Regions from separate parts of the Mus musculus genome. Here region 2 is linked to region 1. Evidence: chromatin contacts called from public Hi-C data. All regions are on one chromosome and are shown on one strand. Each heading gives the region's core, a stretch centred on a gene start, on an enhancer-like site or on the middle of the called end of the contact. The rest is flanking DNA. Distances are from core to core; before and after follow the strand shown. Region 1 has its middle 41 kb from the start of Cck. Region 2 overlaps Lyzl4os (lysozyme-like 4, opposite strand).

Region 1 (2,700 bases), core at 154-2,653:
TCTTGTCCCCACAAAACCTCTAGAAAGTGAGAAAAGTAAATCTTAAGCAAATCCATTGAAGTTCTGAGAAAAACCCAAAAGTCAGAAAGCAAATGGGACTAGGATGAGAATGCTAAAGCCCAGATCATGTAAGAGAGGGCTCTCAGAAAGGATGGTGCACAGTTAGAGGAACTCCATGTTTGAAGAAGCAGCTCTGGATGGGAAATGACGAAGGGAACATCCTTCCTTCTTATGCTAGGAGGGTGACAGTGCAGGGATGTGGATGCTAAGAAACACAAGTGTCCTTTGCAGTTGCTGATCCAGTAACAAGTTGTCGCCCATACTACCACAGACATGGAAATTCCTCACTACACAACCTCATCACCAATTATGGGCTGTGGTAAGGCAGACAGGCTTTCAGAACAAACTCAAATAAAACATGAACACTAAATCTCAATTTACAAAATATCTGGGGAAAAAATCTAGATTGTATGAATAAGACTTGTAAAACAGAGGAACAAACATCTAAGGAAGCCCAGACAACCAAACTGAATGTCACATGAAGATAGGAGAATTGGGGGCTGGAGAGGTGACTCAGTGGTTAAGAGCACTGACTGCTCTTCCAGGGAACCCGGGTTCAATTCCCAGCAACCATATGGCAGCTCAGAACTTTCTATAACTCCAGTTCCAGGGCATCCGACTCCCTCACACAGACATACATGCAGTCAAAACACCAATGTACATTTTTTTTTAATTGAAACATTTGTATCAAGCCTGTGGAGGTTTGAATGAGAATGGACCCCATAGGCTCATATGTTTGAATGTTTGGTCTTTAGTTAGAGGAGCTCTTTGGAAAGGATTAACAAGAGTAGCTTTGTTGGAGTAGGTGTGTTACTGGGGATAGGCTGTAAGGGTTCAGAAGCTCATTCCAGGCTCAATGTCTCTCCCAGTCTACAACTTGTGGATGAGGTGTTCGCTCTCAGCTACTTCTCCAGCAACATGCCTGACTTCTGTCACTCTCCCTGCCATGATGATGATCCACTGATCCACTGTAACTGTAAACAAGCCTCCAATTAAATGCTTTTCCTTGGCCATGGTGTTTCATGACAACCATAGAACAGTAATGAAGACAAAAATCAGTACCAGGAGTGGGGTGTTACTGTGACAGGTCTGACTATTCTACTTGTGGGTGGAATGTAGACACTGGGACTTTGTATTTAGGGAGTATTTGAATGTTATAAGTGGGACTTAATGGGCCATCCTAGTAGGAGCCTGGAAGATAGTAATGCTGAGAGTAATGTGGACTGTGCAGGCTGCTCAGCTCAAAGGGTTTCAGAAGGAAATATTATTAATATTTGCAGCTGGACTGCAGACCATTCTTGTAATATTTTGGCAAAGAATCTGGCTGCTTTTTGCTCTTCTAAAAATCTTCCTGAGGCTAAATTGAAGAGTTTTGAACTAATAATTGCCAGAGATTTCAAGACAGCCTTGTATTGATTGTGTCACATGGTTATTAGTGATCATTCTTACACAGACCTATAATGAAAAGAAGCAAATGGGGCAAAAGAAATATAAAATGCAGTCTGAGAAGAAAAGAAATTCCAGGAAATATAATGTTGTAGCCAAGACTTGTGCTCAAGGAAAGGAGAAGTTTACAGAGAAGTCTGATGATGCAAAATGAGATAAAAGGGAAGTAACCCCAGAGCAAGGCCATACTTGCCAAGGCCTGAGGGATTTCTCAGGCTTAAACAATAGTGGAAAGCTTATTGTAAATATAACTCAGAGGCGGGAGGAGCAGACATTAGTCCAAGCAGGCAGAAGAACTTGGCAGCTTGAGCAACCGTGTTTCTAGATTTAGAGTCAAGAAGAATATAGGTAAGGAGATGTACAATCATCCTCCAAAGCTCAGGAAAGCCCTTGGGTCCAGGTAAGTATCAGATGAGCGTCTACATGGAGGCCTGGAGAGGCCATTTTGTGAAGTTGTGAAGGTGAAGCCTGGATTGTGCTGGAGATCCCCAAGAAGTTAGAGATGCCAGAGTCATGGGATGGAGATTCCTAAGATGTTAGAGATGCCAGAGTCATGGATGCCTATCAAGGAGAGCAGCAGACCATCTGTGGAAACAAGGGAGAGAAGTGTGCTGCAGTCAACTAAGGTAAAGGAGTTGGAGATCTAAAGAGCAGTTTGACACCAGACACAGAGATGTAGAATGTAGAGTTTGTCTGCTGCTTTTTGGTCTTGTTTTGGTAAAATATCTGCTCATTTTACCCGTTCCCTCCATTTTGGAATGGTAACGAATAGTCTGATCATTGTAGGTTGGAAGTATATAATTTGCTTTTTATAAAATGATTCATTTATTTGCCTGGATGTATGTCTGTGTGAGTGCCAGGTCCCTTGGAGCTGTAGTTACAAACAGTTGTGAACTGCCATGTGGGTGCTGGGAATTGAACCAGGGTTCTGTGGAAGAATAGCAACCAGTACTCTTAACCACTGAGCCATCTCTCCAGCTTCATTTTTGTTTTTTAAGATTTTGTTTTTTTATTTTTAATCCATATGTATATGTTTGGGGTGGGTGGGTGTTAATGCAATGCCCATAGAAGCCAGAAGAGGTTGTCAGATCATCCCAAAACTGGAGTTACATGTGGTGTGAGCTAGCCCAAGTGAGTGCAGAGACTAAACTTATATCCTCTGTAATAGCAGCCGTCAGTGGTCTTAACCACAGA
Region 2 (2,700 bases), core at 98-2,597, 69 kb before region 1:
GTGTGAACCCCCAGTGTGGCACTGTCCTAGGTGTGAGGTGAGGAAGTGTGAACACCCAGTGTGGCACTGTGTTAGGTGTGAGGTGTGCAGGTATGTACCCCCAGTGTGGCTGGGTATGAGGTGAGCAGGTGTGAACCCCGAGTGTGGCACTGTTCTAGGTGTGAGGTAGGCAGGTGTGCACCCCCAGTGTGTCTGGGTGTGAGGTGAGCAGGTGTGCACACCCAGTGTGTCTGGGTGTGAGGTGAGCAGGTGCATACCCCCAGTGTGGCACAGTCCTAGGTGTGAGTGGGCAGGTGTGTACCCCCAGTTTGGCTGGGTGAGAGGTGGACAGATGTGAACTCCCAGTGTGGCACAGTCCTAGGTGTGAGTGGGCAGGTGTGTACCCCCAGTTTGGCTGGGTGTGAGGTGGGCAGGTGTGAACTCCCAGTGTGGCACAGTCCTAGGTGTGAGCTGGGCAGGTGTGAACCCCCAGTGTGGCTGGGTGTGAGGTAAGCAGGTGTATACCCTTAATGTGGCACTGTTCTAGGTGTGAGCCGGGCAGGGGAGATATGAGTCTAAGCATATCGGCAGGACCTAGAGGGTCATGGTCCTCCTTAGAGTCTCTCTTCCATATTATCCCAAGTTGGAGAGTTGATGTAGAAGAGCCAGAGGTGACAACATAAGAGAGGGGCTGTCAGTCACTTCAGTGCCCTGAGCTAGTTTCTCCTCATTATCTGATGGACTAGGTTTGGAATCACCTAGGAGATATGCCTGATGAGGCTGCTTAGCTGAGGAAGATCCACCCTGTATGTGGGTGGCACCTCCCATGGGCCAGGGCATGGATAAAAAGCAGGAGCTGGTGGGATGCCAACATCCATCTCTCTGCTTCCTGACTATGGAAACAGTCTGACTCTGTACCTCACAGCCCCGCCTCCATGCCTCCCTCTTCCATGGTAGACTAAGCTCAAACCATGAGCCCAAACACACCCTCTTTGTAAGCTTTTGCCAGGCGTTTGTCACGGCGGTGAGGAGAGTAATTAGTACAGGCTCTATATTTCAAGTTCCTCTATTCCATCCTCCTCAACATGCGCCTATCCCGTGCCTCATCTCCGTGTCCTGCACCAGAGCTGATGGGTCTGGTGAACAGCTACACGCAGACGTACTAGTGACGTGTACAACTCTTTGCAAACCCTGACCTCAGGTTTCTTCTCTTTGAAGAGGACGCCCTCACTTTAGAATCATGAGCTCTCTGGGACCAGGTTTCCAGGGAATATTCTATGAGTGTGTCTGTCCTATGGTGGTCCTGGGTTCTCTGGACATCATTGTGTGGTTGACCCCAGAGGAAGCCCTGGGCTGTGTGGCAGAGTCCCCACTAGATGGCAGTGTCATCTTGCTCATAATTCCCTCATCAAGTTCGCCTGAACACAGAAAAGCCAGGCTCTGCAGCCACCACCAGGAAGTGTCAATCACTGCTTTGTCCCTTAGTGGCTCTGGGCCTGGGGCAAGACATTGGGATTGTGGATTTCCTCTTGTGTAATGTAGTGGTGTCTCTGTGGGTCTCCAGATGCAAAACCAGTTGAGTTACCACTACAGCAGGCAAGCTGTCTGGCACTCTTGGGGTCATATTGTATTTTTCTTTGCATTTCTTTAAAGCTAAGATTTGTTAAGAAATGATAAATAGAAGACGTCACACAGCAAGGTTAGCCAGGTCCACATCTCAGTGACGTTCTCTAAAACTAGAGTGGCCATGCTAGAGGTATAGAATGCCACATTCCATATGTCTAGTATCCATTCTACTTTTATGTACTTATCCACCACCAGAAAACAAAGACTCCATTACAGAGCTAAAACTAGAAAAGCATTAGCTCACTATTGTCTTTCATGACCCAATTATCCATTAGCTGCAGTCAGCCCTTCATCTCCTAGTGTTCATCCTGTTTCTCCTTTCTACATGCTATGCTGTACATGTACATTTGTTTATATATGTACTGTCAGAGACCATCCCGTGAGAAAGTGAGCCCTTCACAATCTCCCTAACAGGCCAAATGGCATTGTACTAAGAGCTGGTTATCACCCCCCTTCCTCCCTATTCCTTTCTTGGCACCTGAGGCTGTAAAGCTGAATTATAGTCCCCTCTTCCCTATCTCTTCCTGAGTTCCCATGCCATCCAAGGACACGAGTTACGCCTGAGCCCAGCCTGACCCCCAAGGCTGTCAAGGAGGATCTATGTTCCAGAGATAAGATCCAGAGTGCCCGCTGCCTGGCGCCTGATTTCGGCCCCCATGTCAGCAGATGCCCACTTCTTTGTTCTTTGTATAATTCTCCCTCGACCCCTCCCATATTCCCCGCGATGTATGCTTTAAAAAGAAGGCACCTCAGCCTAATAAACGAGACCTTGATAGGTTGACATATCTACTTGGTCCTCCGACTTTCTTTCTTTTATTCCCATTTCCTTCCAGGTTCTCGGTCCCCCTCGCACCCACGAATAACTGAATCCCGCGGGACGGGATAATGTACACATAGTATTGCCCATATACTTACATGCATATATTTTATTCATAGATATATGTGTATATTATGTTTATGTATGTACATGTATCAATTTCACATCATATTATACTTACATGCGTATATTATTGTATTCACAGATATATGTATATATTATTTATGTACATACATGTATAAATTACATATTCAGGCTCATACTTTATTGAGGGCTTG

What was found. A called contact is a pair of places that touch in the nucleus more often than the background predicts.
Region 2: a contact with region 1 is called in a Hi-C map of bone marrow-derived macrophages, with 58 read pairs. The contact joins two enhancer-like sites. A contact is called at or near these places in 7 of 39 promoter capture datasets (3T3-L1-derived adipocytes, the HPC-7 cell line, cranial neural crest and 4 more), 2 of 484 Hi-C or Micro-C datasets (bone marrow-derived macrophages and macrophages) and 1 of 115 datasets of contacts at active chromatin or transcription factors (embryonic stem cells).

Annotation. Positions count from the first base shown.
Region 1 is chr9:121,535,269-121,537,968 of GRCm38.p6, reverse strand. No RefSeq gene overlaps it. Among named protein-coding and RNA genes, the nearest start is that of Cck, 41 kb to the right of the region's middle. Within about 2 kb of position 1,403, at least 4 of the 459 cell types and tissues checked have an H3K27ac peak or open chromatin away from gene starts, as enhancers often do. A contact at or near this core is called in bone marrow-derived macrophages, where this site is marked.
Region 2 is chr9:121,604,283-121,606,982 of GRCm38.p6, reverse strand. The region is part of intron 3 of Lyzl4os (lysozyme-like 4, opposite strand); the gene reads right to left. It also overlaps a transcript of Lyzl4 not described here. Among named protein-coding and RNA genes, the nearest start is that of Lyzl4os, 19 kb to the right of the region's middle. Within about 2 kb of position 1,347, at least 16 of the 459 cell types and tissues checked have an H3K27ac peak or open chromatin away from gene starts, as enhancers often do. A contact at or near this core is called in bone marrow-derived macrophages, where this site is marked.